2 separate regions of the Pan troglodytes genome follow, and region 2 is linked to region 1. The links are chromatin contacts, called in public HiChIP or PLAC-seq maps. All regions are on one chromosome and are shown on one strand. Each heading gives the region's core, a stretch centred on a gene start, on an enhancer-like site or on the middle of the called end of the contact. The rest is flanking DNA. Distances are from core to core; before and after follow the strand shown. Region 1 holds the start of TBXT (T-box transcription factor T). Region 2 holds the start of MPC1 (mitochondrial pyruvate carrier 1).

Region 1 (5,931 bases), core at 34-2,533:
ACTTTGCTGAAGGAGACGGGAGCCTTCATCCAGTGGGCCCCGAAGTTGGGCGAGTCGGGGTGGATGTAGACGCAGCTGGGCGCCTGCGGCTCCGGCTTGCCCCCCGGCACCCATTCCCCGTTCACGTACTTCCAGCGGTGGTTGTCCGCCGCCACGAAGTCCAGCAGGAAGGAGTACATGGCGTTGGGGTCCAGGCCAGACACGTTCACCTTCAGTACCGGAAACATCCTCCTGGAAAACACGGGGCGGGCGCAGGAGGACCCCGACACTGACCAGGTAGGCCGGAGGCAGAAGCTGGGCACAGAGGCCTCCGTTATTTCGGGGCACAGAGGAGCCCCCTGGGGAACGTCCGAAGGTGACTCCCAAGCTCCCCCTTCCCCGAGCCCTGCCAGGTCCGGGTGGCCTCCTCACCATCTCCACGGCCTCGGGAGGGCGGGGAGGAGAGGACCTGGCGAAGGGTTTCAGTGCAGGAGGCCACATCCCGCGGGGACAGGCGGGGACCAGGGCGCGCCTCGCGGGTCCCGGGATGCCTCCGAGGTCGGGACACCGGAGTGCGCGCTCCTCCTCCCCAAGCTTCCGCGGAGAAAGCCCCAGAAGAGGGGCTTGGAGAAATGCACTCGAGGGAGTTAACCAGAGCGGGAACAAACACAAAGCCCTCCTCCAGGAGAAAAAGGGTTCGACCTCCGGGAACTTGCCAGGTCCCCCAGGCTGCCCAGGCGCTGGAGAGCGCGGCGCGCGCGGGCTCCGGACGCGCACCCACCTGCCGTTCTTGGTCACGATCATCTCATTGGTGAGCTCCTTGAAGCGCAGCCACAGCTCGCTCTCCTCCAGGCCCACGCGCAGTTCGCGCTCTGTGGGGTCGCCCTTCTCGCTGCCCGCCTGCAGCTCATTCTCCACGGCGCTCAGCAGGTGGTCCACTCGGTACTGCAGGCTCTTTCCCGCGCTCTCGGTGCCAGGGGAACTCATCCTCCCGTCCGGCTCCCCTCCCCGCCGTCCCCGAAGCCCAGACTCGCTACCTGAGATCCACCTTCCCCGCTCTTGGCCGCCGCCCTTCCGAGAAAAGGGGCCCCTTGGACCGAGACCTGCGACGGCTCCCGGGTCCCGGGTCCCGGCACAGACCCGGGAGGAGGGCGCGGACCAAGACTTGGGGGGAGGAGACGGGGGCAGAGGGGTGGGGAGAAGTTATTCCACTTGAACTCCCCAAGGCTCTACTAGTGTAGGTCTCTGGGGACCGAAATTCAGTGCCCTCCCCATAAATAGAGCCGCGGCGGCAGCGCTGGGGGTGCTCGGCGGATTGGGCTGCGCACGCTTTGAAGTGCCGGGCAGCCTCCCATTGGCCGAGAGCGGCCATATCAGACCCAGCCGGGCGGGTCTGGGAGGCCGGGAGCCAACAGTGGGCTCCCGCACGCCTGTTTCATGTAAATCCTGGGCCCCAGCCCTGCGAGCCCCGGCCCAGCCCCTACACCCCCGCCCTTCTCCAAATGTTTGCACCTCCATCAAAGCGGCGGGGCAAGCCCCGGAGGAAGGTAAGCTGGACGCCCCGGCCTGCCCCAGCCCGCCCCAGCCCGCCCCAGCCCGCACTTCCGCGAGGGGCTGCCCGGCAGCCTGCGATGCTCCCTGATTCCCGCGCGCGGGGTCCTGCTCGCTTTTCCAGCGCGCCCGGATCCCGCAGCCGCGCCAGGCTGGAACGTTCCCGCGGCCTCACCTGTCCCCGCTCCAGGCGCGCCTCCCTCCCCTCCCAGGGACCAGCGCATTTGGCCGGGCTTTGGGATGCGCCGCGCTCGTCTCGCCGCAGTAGTAGTGCTGTTCTCGCGCCTCCGATGCCTCAACTCTCCAGTCTGGCAGTTTCCGGTGCACCTGTCCCCACACGTCCCTCGCCCACGGAGCCCCAGGCGGCGTTACGAACACCCAGGATCGTGGATCAGCCTGCCCCGGCGTCGGGTGTCCCCGCGGCTCTCACCATCTGGAAAAGGAAGGTCCGCGCGCAGAGAGGGAAATGGACGGAAATAAGCAAAAGCAAAACAACCCCTTCTGGGAAGTGTCCTCCTCGCTCTCTTATAAAAACAGGACTTGATGCCGAGGTCAGCGCGCGCATCGAGTGTGCCAGGCGTGTGCGTGGTTTCTGCTGTGTCATTGCTTTCGCGGAAGGTGGGAGAAGGTCGGGGCTGGCGGGGTGGTCCCGGACTAGCGGGACTCGGGGCGCTTTCCCCGCCCGGCCCAGCGCCAAGCGGTGTCGGCAGCGGTTGTTTTATTACCTTTCGGTGAGAACTTACGCGAGGAGAGCGAAGGAGAGGTGACAATGAGCAGGAAATAGTTCAGTGGGGTCTCTTTAAACAGTAATATTCCTCCTAAAACGGGAGCCCAGGAAGGGGGAAGGAGGCAGAAGCTCCCCCTTCCAAGGCCTGGCTTTGCGCTTCTGCACACCTCGCCCATTCGCTGGACGAGGGCCTGCCTCGGGTAGCAGCCTCTGTTTCCCGGTCTCCTGAGCGGGCACCCCAGCCCCAGCCCCTCTAGAGAAAGCCTGCGCATCGGGTGGGGCAGCGAGTTCAGAGGAGTCTTGCGCCCTAGCAAGGGGACTTTCCCGCGGACATGGTACCTGCGCCCCGCGCTAAGTCTCCCCTGCCCCCTGCCCCCTGCTCCTCGCCCCTCGCCCAGCCGGGCTCGCTCCGGGGTCGGGAATTGCTGGGGAAGCCGAAGGAGGGATCCCCGCCCGGGACTCGAGGGATCGACCCGCCTCGCGGTATGTGGAGGGCTGCCAGGAGCCAGTCCCGGGGAAGGGTGCCTGCCGCCCGTGGGGCACAGGGCTCCTTCTCTCCCTTCTCCAACTTACACCGACGAGTCAGGAAGCCGGGGCGTCTAGTCCCGGTCCGCATTTCTCAGTGTCTTTTGATGTCTGGGATGCATGGATATTCCCAGGGGGCTGACCCGAGGTGGGGAAGTTTCCTTCTAGAAAGAGGCACCAAAAGGACCTCATTTGCTCCTGACGCCGGACCCTCCTGACACGCCTTCACTGGCTCATCGGGCCCTGGGCTTTGGGGGAGAGCGTGGTGCGTGTTACTCTCCTTACTCCGGGTATTAAAATGTCTAAGAGGTCATCGCTTTGGCCCAAGGCCTCCCGAGGATAAGATAAAAGGGAAAAGTGGAGGGGAGGTGAAGGAGGAACGAGGGTGGGTCCCAGGCAATTGAGGGCCTCGGAACCCCAGGCACGAGAGCGAAACCTCTCCTGCGGCTTCAGGGCAAAGGAATCCCGAAGGCTGGATCCCTGCCCTGCGCTCGGACGGCGTCGCGGCCGCTTTTCCCACAGTCGGGAAGCGCCAAAGAAGACTGGAGGGTTTAACAGATCGCTCTAAAACTGTTCCGAACAGGAGGGGCACGGCCAAATAAGAATACAACTTCAGCACGAAAGAATATTCCGTTTCTAACATGCGTAATAAAATTTCTACTCTCCAGAGAGAATGTCTGAAGCATTGAAGAGTACGACCCAGGAATTGAACCACCCAAGTCGGAGGAGGTAGAGGTTGGAAGTCACCGACTTTGGCCAGCACTGTGTAGTGTCACCTGTCTTCACTTTCTAACGTTTATTTTTCCTCCCCTTTCTGTGGCTGATTTTCTGATCTTTGTTCCTCGGTTCCCAGGACCAGGCCCACTCCCTCCGCCTTTTCAGCGAAGGCTGCAGTGCATGACAGTTTACAGCCAAAACTTCCTCCAGCCCGGCTATAAAGAATTCCCAGTTAATAACAATGCGCTTCCTTGGGAGGAAAGAGGGGCTGAGGCACCGCCAGCTGTTTCGCTCCCAGGGTCTATCACTCCTTGGCAAGCCCAGCCATTCAGAGAAAAACAAGACAAAGCCTTATGGCTGGGCCTCAGGATGCAACTGTCCCACCGAAAACATGCTTGAAACATTTTATAAGAAAACACACACACACACCCGACTCGACTCCCAGAGAGGCAGTTTTCCTGGGCCCAATCCCTTCTGAAAAAGCAAAGCCATTTATCTTTAGAAGCAGGCAACAATGAAGCTGTAACAGGCTCAAGGAGGGGTGGAGGACAGCCTCGCGTGACTCTTACCCCACACTCTAGTCCCTCTCTTTCTGCAAGAAAAACAAATGAATTTCTTTTCTGATTATATATGTACTCCTTGTATAAATATTATATATGTATCTGTCTTCATATATATGTAAAACAGTCACCCACAGTATCTGTGGGGCATTGGTTCCAGGACCTACAAAGATGGTAGAATCCAGGGATGCCCTAGTCCCTTGGCATGGTATTTGCATATAACCTATGGACTTCCTCCATGAACTATAAATCACTTCTGGATTACTTATAATGCCTAATACAATGTAAACACTATGCAAATAGTAGTTATACTGTATTGTTTTTTATTTGTATAATTTTTATTCTTTGATTATTGGGGAGAGGGAGTTTGGAATGTTTTCTATCAATTCAACCAACCACGGATATGGAACCTGTGGCTATGGAGGGCTGGCTGTATGTTTATCTCTCTCTATGTATATAAATGCTAACCTCAAGCACTAAGCAATGTTCATATTTTGGGGTGTTCCTCGTCTTTTTTTCATTTTGTTCTTCTCATGAGCTCCTTCTCCCACACTGACTAAGCGGACTGAACGCAAACAGTCACAAGTTCTACATTAGAGATGACAGCCATGTTTCATGGCCAATAATTCTGCCACCAATTGGTTTATTTGTCTCTCCCATTAAAAGAAACCCAATGGCTTTTGTTATTGCTTTAAAAGGTGTGTAACATAATTCTTTAGACTCTTTACCATTGAAAAAATTTTAAAGCCCATTGGGTTGTTTGGGGTGGTTGTGGTTTTGTGGGAAAGAACAGAGACTTGGTTTTTTAAAGTCTTCCTCTCAGGACAAGGATCCCACCCTGTGCACAGCCGGCCCCTCCCTGCTGCTCTAGGGAGAAGGCTTCGTGATGTGCTCCCTGATCTGCAGGGAGGCTGCGGCCATGTGGGGTGGACGCAGGGACTACTGTCAGCCTCAGGCTGCGTCTCAAAACCTGATCCCATCCAAGCTATTTTTTTGGAGTCAGTGGGCTTTGTCACACATGACAGTGTGTGGTTGTTTTAGTGACAGGAGTTCACAGATTAACAACAAACCAACCTGCCCAGTTGAATGTTTGGGAATGTGACAATCCCAAACCTTTCTCCTTAAAACTCTAGTGCTTCAGCTCCTATCTCTTTGGAATTCAAGTTTCCAGAGGAGAAATCGGGCTGCTGGATTTTGATCTCTTCCTCGGTAGAGAAGGGTAGCTTGAGTTTTTCTGCCCGGATACTTAATTTTTTCAATGCCTTGTGGATGATAAGTTTCTTGGCGATAGTTTCAGTGGGAATCTGCTGATTTTGCTTGGCATGCAGGGAAAGCCCCTTCCAACTCAACAAGTCTCTTTAGTTCTGATTGGTATGATGGTGAGTACTGTTTCCACTTCAGGGGTTATCTGTACTTCCAAATCTGAGGATCCGTGCCTATTCTCCCGCCTCCTCCCCCTGTGTTGTTTCAGCTCTTAGATCTTTCTGCATATATTAAATGGCTTGTGAAATGTTTTTTCCACACCACTCTGTCAATTTCCCTCCATGTCACTTTTGGTTTTTACTGCCTCCAATGCAGATTTTATTTCTCTGTTGTAGCCTCAGTTTTCTGGTAATCCTTATTTCCTCCACGTCCCTTGTCATCTTATTCCATGGCCTTCTAGAGCAGCCTTTTTGCTCCTTAATGTCCTGTTTCTGCTTCTTAGAAGCCACGGTTCTCTGCATCTTCTGGTGCTTATGGTTTATTTTTTCCCAAGGCTGCTTTTCCTCTGTGTCTTCTGAATAATCGCTCTCCCCGCTTCCCTTTCAGCCTTTTCTGGGAGTCTCCACGGTCTTTTCTTTTCCTTCCTCCCCCTCTTACATAGGGGTGACT
Region 2 (5,132 bases), core at 1,221-3,720, 230 kb after region 1:
AGGTTTGGATGAGCCAAAATAGTGCCAGTGCACTCCAGCCCGGGCAACAAGAGAGAAACTCTGTCTCAAAAAAAAAAAAAAAAGAAAAAAAAGAAAAAAAGAAAACGGTTAAGTAATTATCAGCATAATTTTTATATAGCTAGGTGTCATAACTGTATTTTTAATTTTACCACACAATGTTATCCTTAGCTGTACCTATTAGGAAGGCTCAGTATCCAACACATTAGTAAAAAGCTAAAGTAATATTCAAAGCTGTAAAGGAACTTAACAGCAAGGATTAAGAGCATACCCTCAGATTGCTACCTTGTTCACATTTTTACTACCATTAATCTGATACATTGCTGTGCTCCACAGTACTAAACATCCATCTTAATTAATCGTAGTTCTATTTAAGCATAGAAATGTCTTTTTTTGAAAGTCAGAAGTGAAGCTTCTGTTTACAAGTTTACCATATGGCAGACTGAATTATTTTTCCTACCCTACTGCTCTATAAAAGTAGAAGTTAAAAGTATTTGCAATAAAATTCAGGATTTAAAACTTTTTTATTGCTAAAATCAAGTTGCCTTCACACTATCCCTTTTGTGTGGTTATAACAGGATTTATTCCTCCTCAGCTTTCATCTCTTTACCTCTTGACCACACTATTAACTACCGAAAAAAAAAAACGCAGCTGTACACGTACCTAGGTTTTAAAATCATACACTGAAAAACTAACTAAAATTACACTCCTAAATAACCTAAAACTGCTTCAAAGTTATATTCAATATTTTGAAATAAAAGCAAGCGCCCCAAGATTAGAGGTGCAAATAAATTATAGAAAGTGTATTTTCAGGCTTTCCAACCGCGAATGCTCTTTGTTTCTAACTGGAAAGGAGGAGTTAACAGAAAATAGAACAAGAAGAAAAAGTATGTCCTTAGAGACACGTCGCTTTACTTTGGTTGACAGAATTTCGTATATAAAAACATCTTAAATTGTACTTCCTCCCAAGCTTAAAGTCCTTATAATGAGAAAACCGAAAGGCGAACCCAAGGCCAGCACATTTTATTTCCGCTGTCCCAGAAGCGCGCTGGGCGCACCCGAAGCTCCGCTCCAGCAGCGCCTCCCGCTGGCGTCTCCCCACCCCACACCCAGGTCGCCGCCTCTAGCACACCTGGACGGCCGCAGGTGACCGGCGACCCCCTCCGAGGATCTGGTAGAAACCGGCCAGGAAACCACTCCCGCCCGGAGGAGCGAGCCACTGTCACCTGGCCTGGAGGGACGTGCCCACTGCCAACCATGGGAGACTAACGAGCCTCTGTCACCCCTGCCGGGTCACCCTGCCCTGAGGGGCGCCCACTGTCACCCCTGCCGGGAGAGGCGTCCCCATGGCCACCCTGTCCTGAGGAGCGCCGTCGCTTTCGTCCCTCCCGGTCCCCACTGCCACTCTGGCCGGGAAGGGCGTCCACTGTTATGCCTACCAGGAGAGGCGTCCCTATTGTCACCCTGGCCAGGAGGGACGCCCACCGTCACCCACTCCCTGAAGGGGACTCAATGTCACCCCTGCCTTGAGGGGCGCCCACTGTCACCCTGCCAGGAGAGGACACTCACTGTCACTCCCGCCCTGAGGAGCGCCCACTGTCACCCTGCCGGGAGAGGACACCCACTGTCACCCCCGCCCTGAGGGGCGCCCACTGTCACCCTGCCGGGAGAGGACACCCACTGTCACCCCCGCCCTGAGGGGCGCCCACTGTCACCCTGCCGGGAGAGGACACCCACTGTCACCCCCGCCCTGAGGGGCGCCCACTGTCACCCTACCGGGAGAGGACACCCACTGTCACCCCCGCCCTGAGGGGCGCCCACTGTCACCCTACCGGGAGAGGACACCCACTGTCACCCCCGCCCTGAAAGGCGCCCACTGTCACCCTACCGGGAGAGGACACCCACTGTCACCCCCGCCCTGAAAGGCGCCCACTGTCACCCTACCGGGAGAGGACACCCACTGTCACCCCCGCCCTGAAAGGCGCCCACTGTCACCCTACCGGGAGAGGACACCCACTGTCACCCCCGCCCTGAAAGGCGCCCACTGTCACCGGCTCTCTACGCCGTCCGCTTCGGGGTGTGGCGGTCCGGGAGGGATCCGGGTGGGGCCCCCCCTGACAAGCGCACCCTCTCGCCTGGGCCCGGGCCCACCCGCTGCCCGGGGCCACCGCGTCCTCGCGGCCGCCCTCGTCGCGGACTGCACGGGTCGCAGCCTCCCGGGCGCCCGTCCGGGTTGCGGGGTCCGGCCTGCGGCGCTCGTCACCTCATGAGGTAGTCCCGGAAATCCTTGCTTCGGACATAGTCCGCCGCTTTCCGCACCAACGCGCCCGCCATGGCTGTGCCGACACCAGACCCCGAGTGGTCCCTGCCTCTGCTGCCGCTTCCCAGAGCCAATGACACCCAGGCCAACCCCCCGGCAGCCGACGGCGAGCTAGCCCGAAGGCCCGCCTCACGACACCCGGCCACGCCTTACGGCCGCGCCACGCCGCCCGGCTCTCGGCCAATGACAGGGCGCAGGGCCAGAGATGGTGGCGCGGACTGGCTGGCTCGTGCCGCACACCTCCTTCCCGCCCTGGGTGGCGCACGGGGGCGGGGCCTGCTGCCGTAAAACGGCTGGGGCTGGGCCGGGGCTGGCGGGCGGTTGCTAGACTCCAGCGGCTCCCGGCCAGCGGGGACGTGGAGGTGACATCTCTCTGACCCGCAGGACTGTGGGCGCCCTGCCGAGCGTCGCGCGGTCTTGGGGCGCCCTGCAGTGGAGCCCCTGCGGCGCAGCGCGCGGTGGGACTGGCCGGGTTCTCGCGGCGCCGAGGGCCTGTGTCTGCGCCGGTTCCTGGCAAGGGCACCTTGGCCGGGCGGCCCGCGTCCCCCGCGCTTCCCACACCCACGTGGGCGGACCCGGCCCGCAAGCTGGGCCAGCCTGCGGTTTCCGGGCACTGGGGAGTGCGCAGAGCCCCGGGCCAGCGACCGCAGCCGGGGTCCCTGGCTTCTCCTGAGCACTTTCCCCCGGACCGGTCCCTCCAGGGTGGCGGGCGGCACCCAGGGCCGGCGCTCCTCACCAACGCGCTGCAGCTACGGGCTCAGGAGGGAGCCGCAGCGTCGGAGGAGGAAAGCATTTAAGAATAGCACAAAGCCTTAGGCTCGAGGAAGCGTGACTGCTTACGTGTTGAAAATAAAGGTTCTGTAAGTCCCACCGCGGATGCATATTGGAAAGAAAGGGATCATTAGCACGCGACCCTCGCCTAGGAGTATATAAACCGCAGCACGACTTTCGGATCACAAAGGCAGAGAAAAGAACACATTGAAGGCTTTTGCTCACTTTTCCAAGTTGTTTCGTTTCGTTTTGTTTCTAATGTGGATGATCATTTAAAATGCCTCTGGTGGCCGGGCGCGGTGACTGACGCCTGTAATCACAGCACGTTGGGAGGCCGAGGCGGGCGGATCACCTGAGGTCAGGAATTCGAGACCAGCCTGGGCAATATGGTTAAACCCCCTCTCTACTAAAAATAAAAAAATTAGCTGGGCGTGGTGGCATGTGCTTGTAGTCCCAGCTACTTGGGAGGCTGAGACAGAAGAATCGCTTGAACCCGGGAGGCGGAAGTTGCAATGAGCCAAGATTGCGCCATTGCATTCCAGCCTGGGCAACAGAGCAAGATCCTGTCTCCAAAAAAAAACAAATAAATAAAACAAAATTCCTCTGGTAGCCGGGTGCGGTGGCTCACGCCTGTAATCTCAGCACTTTGGGAGGCTGAGGCAGGTGGATCACTTGAAGTCAGGAGTTTGAGACCAGCCTGGCCAATATAGTGAAACCTCATCTCTACTGAAAATACAAAAATTAGCCAGGCGTGGTGATGCGCGCCTGTAATCCCAGCTACTCGGGAGGCTGAGGCGTGAGAATCGGTTGAACCCGGGAGGTGGAGGTTGTAGTGATCCAAGATTGTGCCATTGCACTCCAGCCTGGGCAACAGAGGGAGATCCTGTCTCTAAAATAAAAAATAAAAGAAATGCCTTTGGTGAACAGGAATTCTCAACATTAGTGACCCGCAGTGTATTAGTGTTAATAATGGACATCCCCTTTGATTCAGCAAGCCCATCTAGAGATTTCCTAGGATAGACAAGCCAGTTTGTGCAATTTCATGTGTACAGCATTGTTTTTAGTATGGAAAGATTAGAGTTTACATATCCACCCATAGGGAGAGAGTTAAATAAATTATGGTGCATCCGCTTAGTGGATTAGTATACAGCCATTAGGAATAAAGGAATTCTATATGTGCTGATATGAAATATCTTTTTTATTTTCAAGAAAAAAACCCAGGTTCTGAATAGTGTATAAAGTATGCTACTCATTGTGCATAGGGACAAAGAAAATATATACATTCATGTTTGCAAAGATACTGGAGAAATGTTAGTAGTGGCTGCCTCTAAGGATGACCAAGAGTGACACTGACTTTTCATTGTATCTTCCTTTGTTCTTTTTGAAATTTGAACAGTCTACATATGCTATCTATTCAAAATAAGTGGTGTTAAAGAAGAAGAAATGCCTTTGAGAATGAAAATGGTAAGCCGTTGATTGAGTGGGGTTCATTTTCTGTTAGGATCGTGGTCTCTATTGGTCACAGCTGACCTTGATCGTCACTGAAAGTGTATCTCATTACACAATATTGCAGTCTTATAATAACACCAGGAAGGTTGTTCTGTTCCACATGAACATGCTTCATGATGGGGTTAGGAATGTACAACCTGTGAAAAGTGAGGGAGTCTTGATTATTAATAATAATATTATTAATAGCTACCTTTTCTTGATCATTAGGCACTATTTGTACATTATTTCTCCTTCTCACATCAACCCAGAAGGTAGGTATAAGGAAACTGAGTGGCTTCTTGAATGAAGCCAAACTGCTCTGCAAGATTGGTGGAAAAGGAGACTCTCCATGTGCTAACAGGCTCCTGGATCTCATAGCTGCTCTGTCTTAGCCCTTAATATGTTTCTTTTCCTCATGGATAGTGGTTCTGAAACCTGAGCTGTCAGAAGAATCCTTGGCAGATTCCTAGATCCCAGCCTCAGACTCAGAAGGTCTGGAGTTGGGGCTGAAAGCTGCATGGCTAATGGGCACTGC

The links. HiChIP or PLAC-seq counts read pairs in DNA pulled down with a chosen protein or histone mark.
Region 2: an H3K4me3 HiChIP or PLAC-seq map of stem cell-derived excitatory neurons shows a contact between it and region 1, with 3 times the contacts expected there. The contact joins the promoter of MPC1 here to the promoter of TBXT in region 1. A contact is called at or near these places in 3 of 7 Hi-C or Micro-C datasets (blood, induced pluripotent stem cells and stem cell-derived neural progenitor cells) and 1 of 1 datasets of contacts at active chromatin or transcription factors (stem cell-derived excitatory neurons).

What each region holds. Positions count from the first base shown.
Region 1 is chr5:178,262,233-178,268,163 of NHGRI_mPanTro3-v2.0_pri, forward strand. It overlaps TBXT (T-box transcription factor T), which reads right to left and starts at 1,284. Exons shown (of 8, transcript XM_009452368.4): 1 at 761-1,284; 2 at 1-231. The coding sequence starts at 966. It overlaps LOC134810392, which reads left to right. Exons shown (of 4, transcript XM_063813657.1): 1 at 1-276; 2 at 574-3,047; 3 at 3,451-3,511; 4 at 3,636-4,551. The coding sequence starts at 1,482. The coding sequence ends at 2,297.
Region 2 is chr5:178,488,417-178,493,548 of NHGRI_mPanTro3-v2.0_pri, forward strand. MPC1 (mitochondrial pyruvate carrier 1) reads right to left here and starts at 2,471. Exons shown (of 5, transcript XM_063813667.1): 1 at 2,282-2,471; 2 at 353-356. The coding sequence starts at 2,352.